3 separate regions of the Sus scrofa genome follow, and regions 2 and 3 are each linked to region 1. The links are chromatin contacts, called in public Hi-C maps. All regions are on one chromosome and are shown on one strand. The core of a region is the stretch at or near the end of the contact, and the rest is flanking DNA. Distances in the headings are between cores, read along the strand shown. Region 1 overlaps LOC106507478 (a long non-coding RNA gene). Region 2 overlaps NUAK1 (NUAK family SNF1-like kinase 1). Region 3 has its middle 130 kb from the start of NUAK1.

Region 1 (4,349 bases), core at 1,126-3,625:
GACCTTTTCCTGTGTTATTTCCTTAATAATTTCCTTTCTGTCTTCTCACCTGTTGTCCCTTTGTGGACATGCTTTTAGTAAACCATTGAGCCTCCAAGGCTGATGAAATGAGTTCCTTATCTTCTCTCTCCTATTTTCTATCTCTTTGGCTTTTTTAATACTTTCTAAAAGGAATCCTCAGCTTTAATTTCCAACCTGTCTATTGATTAGTTTTCATTTCAGCTGTCATAACTTTAATTTCCGAGAGCTCTAGCTTTCTCTCTGAATGTTATTTTTGATACTACTGTGTTCATTTGTCGTGGATGCAATAATCTCTCTGGCCAGTTTAGTGCAGTGTAGTTTCACTTTAAAATTTCTTTCTGCTCCCTGAAAATTAGACTGATTCTCCGCGTTCCTCTTTATTTTCTCTTGTGGTAGGAATTTCACATTAAAAGGACTTTCTCAAAGGTCAGGAGAGTCTTAGTCATCTGTGCCTATTTAAGAATGAAGTCCCATGACACTGAACAGAAGCACTGTGCCCATGAATGGGACTTGCCACCTGGTCAGCTTTTTTTTTTTTTTTTTTTTTCTTTTTGGGGCCGCACCCTTGGCACATGGAGGTTCCCAGGCTAGGGGTCTAATCGGAGCTGTAGCCACTGGCCTACACCACAGCTCACAGCAATGCCGGATCCTTAACCCAACTAATCGAACCGGCAACCTCATGTTTCCTAGTTGGATTCGTTTCCACTGTGCCACAACAGGAGCTCCTGGTCAGCTTTCTAATAGTTATTTAGAGAAACTATGCATCTCACTGAGGGAAACTTCCGAAACATGAGTGTGTGTGCATAGTCTTTCCTCTTGCACGCGTTGGTTTCTCCAAACTCCTTCCTACCGTGGAGCCTTTGCACATGCTGCTTCCTCTAACTGGATTATGCTCGCCTCCCCTCTCACTGTCTCCTCAATACCTACTTTACTTCAGATCTAAGCCAAGTGTCGCTTTACCACGGATGCCTTTCTAATCCTCCAGATTTGATTTTGCACCCTTGTAGTCAGCAATGGCAACACCCTCTACCTCTCTTACTAGTACTTATCCCAAGTAAAATTTAAAACACCGTTTTATGTAAATATCTATCTCATTTCTTCCCAGCTGTGCTACAAGCCTCATGGAGGCAAAGCCCTCATCCGTGTTGCTCACTGCTGTGTCCCGAGCACCCAGCGTAGTATCTGGCATATATCCTAGCTACCCAGCGAATGTGGATTATATGATGAACAAATGAACACATATATAAAATAATTGTCCCAACTTAACATATCTTTTAGTGACATAACTGAAAACAACAACAACAAACCCTGGCAAACCCTCTTACATGATTTTTCTCATCTCTGCCTCACAAAAACACTGAAAGAGAATATTCTTATCTTGGAGTTCCCATCATGGCTCAGTGATTAACAAATCTGACTGGCATCCATGAGGACGCAGATTTGATGTCTGGCCTTGGTAAGTGGGTTAAGGATCCAGCAATATACTGAGCTGTGGTGTACGCTGCAGATGTGGCTCGGATCCTGCATTGCTGTGGCTATGGCGTAGACCGGCAGCTATAGCTCCGATTAGACCCCTAGCCTGGGAACCTCCATATGCCGTGGGTGTGGCCCTTAAAAAAAAAAAAAAAGATATTCTTATCCCAAGTAACATCCATCACAGAAAACCGCAGTCAGCCAAAAGGCTGCAGCCATTCCGTAAACAGCGCAGCTCACGGAGCTACTTTATTTTAGGGAGGAACCAGGGTTTGGCATATGCCCCTGAGATGGAAACCGTTTTTAAAAATATTCAAGCCAGAGAAAGGAGGTGCATGGCATTGGCTTGGGGAAGCTGTCTGCCCCTTTCCAACATTCGTGCCAGGGCCCTGACACTGAGGGGGCCCCTTCAAGGGCGGGAGTGTCTCAGGAATAGCAGAAAAGGGAAAATTCTCTATTGATAGATTTCACCTTACCAGGCACCAGGCCGCCTTTCCCTAAATGCCACAAATAGAATGCAAATAGGTTTAAAATAAGTTTCTTAATGACTGTGGTAAGTTTAAGAAGTAAGCAAGGCTCACTGTGTCAGCTTCAAAGGCTACACCTTAGGTGTGACCAGAAGCACATCAAAGCCTGGGACCTGCAGAGGGAGCCTCCTCACCCACCCACCCTCCCAGCCCCCTGTTGGAAAAACAAACAGTTGTTATCCAATCAAGACAAGGTACCCCGAAAATTTGACATTAAAACGAGGCAAAAGAATATTCCAGTCTGTAAGACAGCTCCAGTATCTTCTTTTAAAAGAATGGGTCTGAGAGCTGAATGAGACTGGGGAGTTCATTTCATCACCCTTTCATTCTAACAGGAAGAATCCGAGTCTCAGCGGGGTTAGGCCACTTGCCAGAGGTCCCAGAGCTAGGGAGCTTTAGAGCCTGGAGTCAAATCCAGGCCCCTGAGAAATTGTACTAAGTTATATTTAGAATAAATTTTCGTTAAGGAATTCCACTTATGCTTAAAATGTTGCAAACCCCGAGAGAACACAGGTCCCACCCTAACGGGGACGAAAAATGCTGGCTAATTTATGAAAGCATCACTTTTCCCGAGACTGTCAAGAGAGCGGAAGTTGCAAAGCTACTTAGGAAACTGCATTCCAAGGAGCCGCACACTCCCGAAGCGGCAGGTGGCACAGCCCTCTCACCTCCGCAGGAGGATGGGAGCGAGGGAGCCGCTGTTCCAGGGGCCGGTGGGCGAGGAGATCCGCTCGGACGCTCCCCATTCTCAAAGGCCAGCGTGGCCTTCGGAGGGGCTGGGCGGCCAGGTGCGGTGGGAGGCGGCCCCGCTCACGAGGCCTGTCCCTCCGCGGGCCTCCCCTGCGTGTTCGTGGGAAAGACGAATGACACGCCAGAGGCTAGAGAGCCCCAGTGGTGGCACAGGCAGGCAGGAGGGGACAGGCACAAAGCCTCATGGCTTTCCAGGTCCTTCTCCTCAGAAAGCCAAGCCTGAAGGTGCTGGGGGAGCCGAGGCAAGCTTCTGGTCCACAGGCCCAGACAGCAATCCATTGCTCTGGGTCGGGGGTGGAAATAAGACCTCCTCCCTGGGGAAAGGAAGCCAGGCGCTGTGCGCCCAGGATGGCGAACTGGCGCCAAGCTGAAGTTGGCCACCTCTGGGGAGAGAGGATTTGACTGCTGGGCTGCTGTGCCACAAACGAGGGGCTTCAGCAACAGAAATCTGTGCTCTCACACTTCTGGAGGCCAGAGGTCAGGAATCAAGATGTGCACGGGGTTCGTTCCTTCTGGATGGAGGCTCTGGGGAAGAGCCTGTCTCTCCCGGGCCCCTCTCCCAGCTTCCCTGGGCGCCAGCAGCCAGCCTTGGGGTTCTTTGCACTGTAGCCGCGTGCCTCCGATCCTGCCTCGGCCACACGGCTGTCTTCCCTCCGTGTGTCTGTGTGTCTGTCTCCCTCTCTTTTCCCTCACACAGACGCCGGTCACTGGCTTTAGGGCCCACCCTTGTCCAGGAGACCCTCATCCTAACTCCATCTGCAAAGATCTCACTTCCAATAAAGTCCCATCCTGAGGTTTCAGGTGGACATGAATTTGGGGGAGGGGACACTCAGCCCAGTACAGAGAAGAGGAAACCCTTCCTGCCCAGGGTCACCCGCAGCCTCCCGCCAGAGTCTGGCTACCACTGAAAGAGGGGAAGAGATGCTGGAAAGGCCCCTTTCCCAAGGCCCAGGGCCGCAGGGCTGAGTCAGGCTGAGGCTGGGCCAGGGTGACAGAATAACGCCCCCTCCACCCCGACATAAAGGAAGGAACAACACTTGTAGAGCCAAGGGCATGGAGAGAGAGCCTGCTGTGGACTGAATGCGTCACCGCCCCAAATGCAGTGTCAAAGCCCCAACCCACACACACACACACACACAGCCGTGAGGAAAGGCCATTCGAACGTAGAGAAAAGGGGCTATCGTCAAGCCAAGGGGAGAGGTCTCACCAGATACGGACCCTGTGCTGGCCCCTTGGTCTTGGACTTTAGGTTGCAGAACTATGAGAATAAATGTCTTTTGCTGAAGCCACCCAGACTGTGGTGTTTGTTAGGGCAGCCTGAGCAGACGGATGCAGAGCCCCAAAGCCCCTCTGGATCCAGGCGTGCAGGGCCTGCTGGGGGCTGAGGTGGCCGAGAGGACAATCCCCCCACCCAACCCCTGTGTGGTTCTGCTGGCTCCACAGGAAGCCCCAGGTAACAGAGCCCCCACCCCTCCCCCACCCCCGCAGGGGCATGGAGAATGTAGTGACAACAAACCCCAACCCAGAGTAACTCCCGACTGGCCTGACTCATCCCCCCCCCCCCACCGCCCCCTCCAC
Region 2 (4,349 bases), core at 1,033-3,532, 230 kb after region 1:
CCCACCGTTTCTTGGCCACCCAGCCAACTGCCATTTTCCAGACACCATGGCTATTTCACCTACCCACTTTCAGTAACTCATGCAGGTTGCTTAGCAACTGCCAAGGAACTGGGAAGACGGAAGAAGGCACCCACCAGAGCTCTTTTATGACCAAAGTGAGCTGTGTAACATGTGTCTGGCTGCACTCAAGGTAACCAAGTAAGAGATAACACCCAGCTATTTTTGCATCATGAGGAAGAATACTTGGCTCTTGCCCAGAAGGGCAATTACAAAAAAATCTTGGCAGGCCCCATGGTATGAGAAATGGTAACTGATACGGGGGTGAAAGAAGAAAAAAAAAAAAAATCACTGACCTTCATAAATACTGATGATATGAGGATGGCTGAGGGATGACATGATCTCAATCTCTCGTCTGATGTGAACCATGTCTTGTTCATCCTTAATTTTGTCCTTACGGATGGATTTTATAGCAACCTATAAAGTCAGGAAATGAAATGTTATTCGGAGAACTAAACAGATGCAAATCAGCCATTCGAAGAGTTTGGAAAATAAATACAGATGTTACTTGTTGGCAGGACCAGAAATAACCAAAACAAAGCTTCGAAATACCCCCGTCATGTCTTTCATTTATAGCAAAAACACCCTTCTCCAGACAACAGAACACATCAGGTTTTAACAGCCTGGGGTTTGGGATGGTGTGGGTTTGTTTTGCTTTTTTGGTTTTTTTTTTTTTTTTTTTTTTTTAAATAAGGCACAGGGCTGCTTCACAGGACCGGATTCATTTACTCTAGGGATCTTGATCCTTTGAAAAAATAAAAAAAAAAAAAAAAAGAGAGAGCTTGGTTTACAGGGTGTCAATGCCTACACTTGGCTAGGCGAAATTAGCATCACTCAGCCCCACCCGGCTGCCTCAGCAATGACTACAAAAGGCTTGAGCTCGGGTGGGGGGCCCCATCGCCAAGCCAGTTCTGCTCAAACCTTGGGTTTTAAGATTTCAGCCCCGGCCGTGCTGATGCAATTGCTCAGAAGCCAAATCCTTCCTACATCCTTCCTCTCATGAAGGCACCTCTGACAGCACGTGATGTGACCAAGAGGCTGCTAGAGAAAAATCAGAGTGAAACAAGGAAGCAACAGCTCGACTCCCTGCCCAACCCCGGCTGGTTCTGAAAGCTCCTTGCCAACATCATCTGCAAATCCAAACTGCAGAGGACTGCCAGGGCCACTGCACAGATCAATTACTCAAAAGAAACACATCAATCAGAAGGCATCAAATGACAATGGGAATCTAATAAGGAATAATAATAATGTTTGCCAATGGCTTCATCTCTGCTCATAGACAAGCTGGTTGGTAATTTAATCCACTTTGGCTCTAAAGGGGGGCAAAAACTACTCTGGTGGGGGGAGTTATCTGTGGGTTACAACGAAGCCTGCCAACCAATCTGCTGCCAGCTTTGCTTCAGCCCCCTCCAACCTGGTTCTGCTGTGACCTCGACTTTCACCTTAGCCCCTTTCCTGGATGAAAGGAAGTAAAACCATCCCTCTGGATTGCAAAGGCACGAAGTGCTCTGGAGAAAAAAGGCTTTGTGAGCAGCAGCCCAGGGCCACACTTTGACCATCACAGGGTCAAGCACAGCAGCCTCACCAGCCTCAGCAGGAACGCACTCACATCTGTGAACATTCGCAACGTTGGACCTGCGTTAGATCCCCACGCAGCTCTATACATGGAAATGCTTCTAAACTACAATCAGACCATCTATGACTCAACAAGAACTGGGAAGAGCTTAGTATTCTTTTTGCTGTTGGCTGGTTAAATCAACTGGCAGGTTCCTGGACGTCTCATGAGCAGAACCTTCCCCAGCTGTCATTAAATCAGTACTGGTTTCGTCACTTGATGCCACCCTCCTGGGGATCTTATTCACCTCTTTATCTCCAAGGCTAACACCATGCCCGGCAGGTGGCATGCCTGAGAAAGCACAGAGTGTGGGCAGGCATGTAGACAGAGAAGGAAAGGGAGAAGGTGGGAAGGAGGGCAGAGAGGGGAGGGGAGGGCTTGATGTCATCGGGAAGGTGAAAGGCCAGACCAGGGAAGAGATGGTGGAACTGGAGCAAAAAAAGAGAGACCCCGCCCATCAAACAACACGGCCAAGACGGGCACGTTAGGAAGATGACTTAGGATCCTCTGGCATCCTCCCTACGTGGGCCATCGAGGAATGGAGAAAGCAGAGGAAACGCTGGACACCCTGCTGTAAACCCGGGGCAGGCAGCTCCCTCCCCCAAGGACTGTGGGTGGACCACGTGGCTGGATAAAAGGCTGCACAGAGATGAATGAGCATCCAGCCTCAAGGCCCCTTTTTACCGCGGTGCCCAGCTCCCCAGCTCCCCCAGGCCCCATCCTGTGCAGCAAGAAAGGCCCACCTCTGCTTGCGTCAAATGTAAAGATCTGACTGGAAGGCTTTATTTTATCTGAGCCAGGCCTGCAATCCTGGGAGCTTGCTCTGGGAGGAAGCAGACAGTGAACACACACAGGCCACAGAGGATGTGGGTGGCTCTTGGACCAGCTCCTACATTCCTCCATGAACTCAGGAGGGGCTGAGGGGAGCAACCACCCCTTTGACTATGCAGCCGTCTGAACTTGGCCTTGAGGAGACCCTATTGTCAAAAGACAGCAGAAATAAATTCTTTTACCTTCCAGGGTCAAGGGAGGGTAGCAAACATTCTGGGGGGCAAGAAAAGAGCCCACTTGCCAATCCCCTCAGCCGTGAGCGAGAGGCCAACGGTCCCACGGTGTGTCTGCCGGGGGCCGGGGGGCGGGGGCGATGCTTCCAGCCCAGGACGAAAAGGAAAAGTGCCCACATTCTAATAAAACCCTACTCAGCACCGAGGAAACAAAAAGGACTCCATAAATGTTAATGGCCACAGTCCCTCCACAAAAGCGTCCTTCTTCCGACAAGGCATCTTCCATGGCAAACACAAGAGGGCTCATTCTGCCCCCCATCTCAAAGCGGGGGGATGGGAGACAAATGCTAGAAACCACTCAGAACTGTGCAACTGTCAAGGCCAGGGGGAAGATATTCAATTCAACTTCCAGGAGCGGTGAGATGACTCGACAAGGTCACGGATCCAGTTAATGGCCAATCACAAAAACAGTAAGGACAGGAATAACAGGCATTCACAGGGCATTTAATAGATGGTACAGACCCGGTGCCAAGTGCTCTATACACCACGGATCTTTACATCCTTGTCACTCAAGCATCAGCACCGTGGTCACCTAGGGAGGCCCTCCCTGACTCCTCGAGCTGATAAGGACACTCCTGGCCTTATCCTCTTTCTCTCTCTCCACCTTTCCTGAACCATCTGAAATGATCCTGCTTCTTTGCGGGCTGCATATTCAGCCTGAAGCCAAATCCAGGTCCCAGTAGGTTTCCATAGGACCCAGAGCTAAGAATGGCTGTCACATGTTTGAAGAGCCGGTTTAGAAAGGAGAATGAGATCTATAAATGCAGCTCGTGTAACGGAACACAGTCCCCCTTCGTGACATTGAAGGAGAAAGTGAGCCAGCACACAGGGAAGCAGTAGAGCCTAATGGTTAAGTTCAAGGCTTCAAATCCTGGCGAAAACCACGGCCCTTGAGCAGGTTGCATCACCTCTCTGTGCTCCAGTTTCTTCATCTGTCAAGTAGGGGAAAAACAGTACCTACCTCACAGGTTCCCTATGAGGATTAAACGGCTTCGCACATGCCTGGCCCAGGCTGAGTGCTCGATACATGCCAGCCATGTTTAACCCGTGGAAAATATCCCGTTAACAGGGCCGCCTGCCTTCCCTCCCTCCACGCGGGGAACAGACTTGAACCCCTGCTGCTGCCTCGTGGGACGGCAACTCAAGACCTAGGGAACGGAGACCACATCTGTTCCCAAACTGCACAAAAAGCAAGAAATCTCTCTCTCCTGAGTCTTCAAACTGTACCCTGGTCAGAAACGTCCAGGAGCTCAGAACAGCTGGACCCACACGAGCATCCTGGCTCCTGGGTCCTCCGCAGGGGGATGAACAACTGGAACCCAAAAAGCAACCTCAGGACCATTTTCCCCCTTCCCCTTCTTACAGTTCCCAGCTGAACAGGGGAATCCAATGTTCCCACTTAGAGTCAAAATGCTGACTCACGGTATCCACTTCAGCCTTTCTGGGTCTTGACTGTTCAGTCACGTAATCCTTTCGAGCAGGTACCAAGCGTGGTGCTGAGCCTGCACCATCCAATGTGATCCTGCCCCCAGCCCCCAAGGGGGAGTCAAAGGGACGAGGACAATAGGCAAAAATCACACACATAATTACATGATCACCCTCGGGGCCAAAGG
Region 3 (4,349 bases), core at 1,006-3,505, 140 kb after region 1:
AATATCCATGAGGATGTGGGTTTGAGCCCTCGCCTGGCTCAGTGGGTTAAGGATCCAGCGTTGCCATGAGCTGTGTGGGTCACAGATGCAGCTCAGATCTGGCGCTGCTGTGGCTGTGGTGTAGGCTGGCAGCTGCAGCTCCGATTAGACCCCTAGCCTGGGAAATTCCATATGCCACAAGTGTGGCCCTATAAAGCAAAAAAAAAAAAAAAAAAAAAAGGAGAAAGAAGTCCCATTAGACATCTATCCTTTATTATCTGTCTTAAGAGCTCCTGAGGGAGAGTAGCTGCAGACTGGATTAATCCAGCATCTCAACCATGTCTTCAAGGGCCTTGGGGGAAGGAAGGCTTGGGGGTTCACCGTACCATCCTCACTGTGCCAACCCATCTGCTTAGGCTGGCTCTCCTCTTGCTCCCAAGATGGCTGCTCCACCCCAGGTATCCCCTGCTGACCCTGAGGTCCAGGGACAGAAAGGGGAACGAGTGCCCCTTATCATTTCACTCCACAAGGAGGGCCATTCCCGAAGCCCCTGTCGACATCCCCTCCTGTCTCACGTGGCCACACTCAAAACTGCAGTGGCGAGAGGAAGGAGGGTCCCTTGATTGGTTTCCACCAATCAGGATTCCAGGCTGGGTGATTGCCCAGCCTCTCCAGAATAGCACAGACACCCATTACCTAAAACTCAGTTGTTGTCCTGGCAGCAAGCATGAGGGCGGAAGGAGAGCTTCTGGGTAGGAGACCCACGGTGTCTGCCACATCCTGATCCAGGGTCCCTAGCCACCTCCTCTCACAGCTCAGGAAACTTGATTTCACACAGTAGCTCTAGGGCCGTGCTTCTCCAACCTCAAGACCCATCATGGTCACCTGGGGACAAAAGCTTTTGCACTTGGGACCCTTGCAGACTTTGTCCTATGTACCACTCCCTCTGGCTGCTCATTTGTATCCTTGATCCTTTAAATGGTAATTGTTAAGCGTAGCGGTGTCCTGAGTTCCCTTAGGTCCTTCTAGCAAATTATCAGACCTGGGGCGTAGGGATCAGGAGAACCCCTGCATTCGTAGCCAAGTCAGAGAAGATGCGAGTCGCCTGGAGACCCCCACTTGCTTCTGGCATCTGAAGTAAGAGCAGTTTTGTTGGGGACCTCACCCTTTAACTTGTGGGATTGGATGCTAATCTCAGTAGTGTCAGAACTGAATTGTAGGACACCCACTGGCTGTCAGAGAATTGGAATTGGAAGACACTCAGTGAATCATTATACAGACTTTTTTTTTTTTTTTTTTTTTTTTTTAGGGATGTACCTGCAGCATATGGAGGTTCCTAGGCTAGGGGCTGAATCAGAGCTGTAGCCACCAGAACTTATGCCATGGCCACAGCAACGCCAGATCTGAGCTGCATCTGTGACCTGCACCACAGCTCATGGCAACGATGGATCCTTAACCCTCTGAGCGAGGCCAGGGATCAAACCTGCGTCCTCATGGATACTAGCCAGATTCATTTCTGCTGAGCCTCGATGGGGGCTCCAAGACATTTTGTATATGATTTAATCATCCCCATTTTAGAGATGAGGAACTGACACACTGATCTCACATTCCCACAATCCCACAGTAGGAAGCCATGGAGCCCAAATTCACACTCACATTCGTTTAACTCCAGAGCTCTGTCTAAGTCTGGATGACAGTTTCGCACAAGGCCAAGGGCGCTAGCATTTTGTTTATGCGGATGGTCCACCTGCAGTTGTGCAATGCACAACCATACTCCCCCGTGTTGGCCAGACCTGCCCGATCCGCAGAATCACCTGGGGTGTTTATAAAAGAGGCCTTCCCAGGCCCTCCCCTACCCCATCACTCTGATACAGTAGCTGTGGGGTGGGGCCTGGGAATTTTTATTTTTAACAGGCTCCCCGGGAGATTCTGACCATCAGGCAATTTGGCAACCACTGCCCTGTGTTGCATTTACCAACGTCTTTGCTCAGGTGTGTCCATCTGCCCTGGTGCCCAGCCCTTCCGTGGCTCAGGTTTGTCTGGAGACCTGACACATTCTATATCCAGTGCTTAGAAACCCTCCATACGTAGACGGTTTCTAAGCACTGGATATAGGCTTTTCCAGTCTCCACACTGTCGCTCGGTCTTACAGTGGGAAGAATTTTAATGAATCAGGCAATGTGAGTCCAACTCAGCAAGGCCCAAGCCAAACCCATCCACAGCCCCCTCCTGCTTCCTGCCTTTCCTCCTACGTTCTCCAACTCAAATGACCCACCATCCACCCAAACGGCAGAGCCAGGAATCTTTGGCACGGGCTTGCTCCCCTTTCTCCTTCATTCCTCGTTTCCCAATCACCATTTCCTCGTGATTTCTACCTCCTACAGAGTACAAACCAGCCCTCCTTTCTTACTGCCTCCATGACATCCCACTCTACTTTTCACCCAGCCCAGCCTGCGAACTGGGCTTTCTGCCTTCATCCTTTGGGCAATGGGTGTATAGAGGCAGATTATATAGTCCAAAGATGGTTATACTATCTCCCATCTCATATGTTCTACTAGAATATCGCCACTACGCCCTCAAAAGCTAAGGTGTAATATACCTTCTCTTAAATAAAGATGTGGTTTTGTGACTATTTCAATCAATAAGTAGGCAGAAGTGACACTACAGGACTTCTGAGGCTAATTCCAAAAAGGTGATTCAGATAACACGTTGTCCACTCTTGCCTGACACTTTGTCTCCATTTATGCCTCCACGCCAGCAGTCACCTGCCCTGAGACCGACCGCCATGCTGGGAGGAAGCCCAAATTAGCCCATGCAGAGAGACTGCATGAAATTGTCCCATGACTACACAAAGAAAGAGAGGTTCCTAATCAGCCCTCAGCTGCTCCAGCCCTGCATTATTATAACTCCAGCCACCTTCTGACTGCAATTGCATGAGAGATTCCAAATCAGACCTGACCAGCCAGACCCCTCCCCAAATTCCTAACTCAAAGAAATCATGAAAGATATGAGCTAAGTAATTTTTTAAGCCGCGAAGTTTGGGGAGTGACTTTTTTATGCAGCAGTGGCCAACCAGAGCCCCATCCAATGGGCATACACACAGTGGCCAGAACCGTATGAAGGAGAACTACTCAAACTGTGGTCCCTGGTCCAGGACTGGAGAGTGAACTCTTTGTTCCCAGTCAGTGTGGAAATTGAGAGTAAGTGTTTAGAAGCATCCATAGAATGATTTTAGATTTGGTTGGATCTAATAATTAAAACAATTAAACTTGTGTTTTGTCGGCATTTGGGCAGACCTGGGTTCAAAAAGCAGAGGGGAAACCACTTTTGATTGGTTCGTCTCCCCCTGCCCCTTCTGGAAATTGCACGGGCATTAAAAGGATGAAGAGAGGCCCTGGGTGAGAAAGGGGAGGAGAAAGTGAGCCAGGCAGAGGTGGGGGAGTATGAGGGAAGTCCTATCTAACACAAGAATAGTGACATGTTCAGGGGACTGAAAGAAAGTGAGATGTCTTCCGATAAATGCTCGCCTTGGGAGTCCCTTCAGCTGCAAGTAACGGAAAATCCTCTTCCAGTGGCTAAACAAATTGTGGTTTATCTTTCTCATTGCATCAGAATCTTGTCGTGACACCCCCATAGCCTCTCGGCACTCGACACTCCTGTGCACACTGGACAATCTTCTGAAGGCTGGAATGTGCAATTCATCAAGGAGTTTTTCCAGAGCGACAGAAGGTCACTGTGCCCTTGGGTGCGATAAGAAGTGCATGTTCCACACAGGCTCCCAGGATCCCCCAGCAGGTGCCCAGAGGGTCATCCTTAGTCCTTCATTCTTCATTGCCTTTTCCCCCTTCCTTGTCTCCCATCCTGTCTCCTTTGTCTGCATGTCCTGGGATCCCTTGCTAAATAAACTGCTTGCATTCTGTGACGTTAAAGCAGCCTGAGCCATGGTAGGATGAGGATGGCAGGTGGCCATGCTGGAGAGTAGACAGGGACCAGAGAGGCACCAACTTGCCCAAGGGATGTGCAAGACACTGTGACACAGCTGGAATTAGACAGTGCTCCCAGGGTGGTGGGTCTGTCCTTTTCATTAGGGCGCATTGTGCTCCCTAAGAAGTCGGGAGCAAAATCGCCAACTTCAAGTTGCCTCCAGAAAGATCCCACTGATTCTTCCTACAAAGGACCTCACTGGGATTCTTATTCCTCACGGCGTCCTTGAGCCCAGCGGCACCCTGCACAGAGCATTTCTGATACTGAGGCTGTCAGAGCAGAAACTAGCAAAGAAAGGCCTGGAGGAGCTAGGAATGCCCCTGAGGCACATCCACATCCATCAGCTTCAGGTGGAAGAACCCGAGCGCTTTTGGTCACAGACTCTG

What was found. A called contact is a pair of places that touch in the nucleus more often than the background predicts.
Region 2: a contact with region 1 is called in a Hi-C map of embryonic fibroblasts, with 1.6 times the contacts expected there. A contact is called at or near these places in 2 of 47 Hi-C or Micro-C datasets (embryonic fibroblasts and liver).
Region 3: a Hi-C map of embryonic fibroblasts shows a contact between it and region 1, with 2.0 times the contacts expected there. A contact is called at or near these places in 5 of 47 Hi-C or Micro-C datasets (alveolar macrophages, embryonic fibroblasts, liver and 1 more).

What each region holds. Positions count from the first base shown.
Region 1 is chr5:14,358,212-14,362,560 of Sscrofa11.1, reverse strand. All of the region lies in intron 2 of LOC106507478 (a long non-coding RNA gene), which reads left to right. Among named protein-coding and RNA genes, the nearest start is that of NUAK1, 270 kb to the right of the region's middle.
Region 2 is chr5:14,130,709-14,135,057 of Sscrofa11.1, reverse strand. It overlaps NUAK1 (NUAK family SNF1-like kinase 1), which reads right to left. Exons shown (of 9, transcript XM_021091583.1): 4 at 354-474. The coding sequence starts at 426. Among named protein-coding and RNA genes, the nearest start is that of NUAK1, 43 kb to the right of the region's middle.
Region 3 is chr5:14,217,592-14,221,940 of Sscrofa11.1, reverse strand. No RefSeq gene overlaps it. Among named protein-coding and RNA genes, the nearest start is that of NUAK1, 130 kb to the right of the region's middle.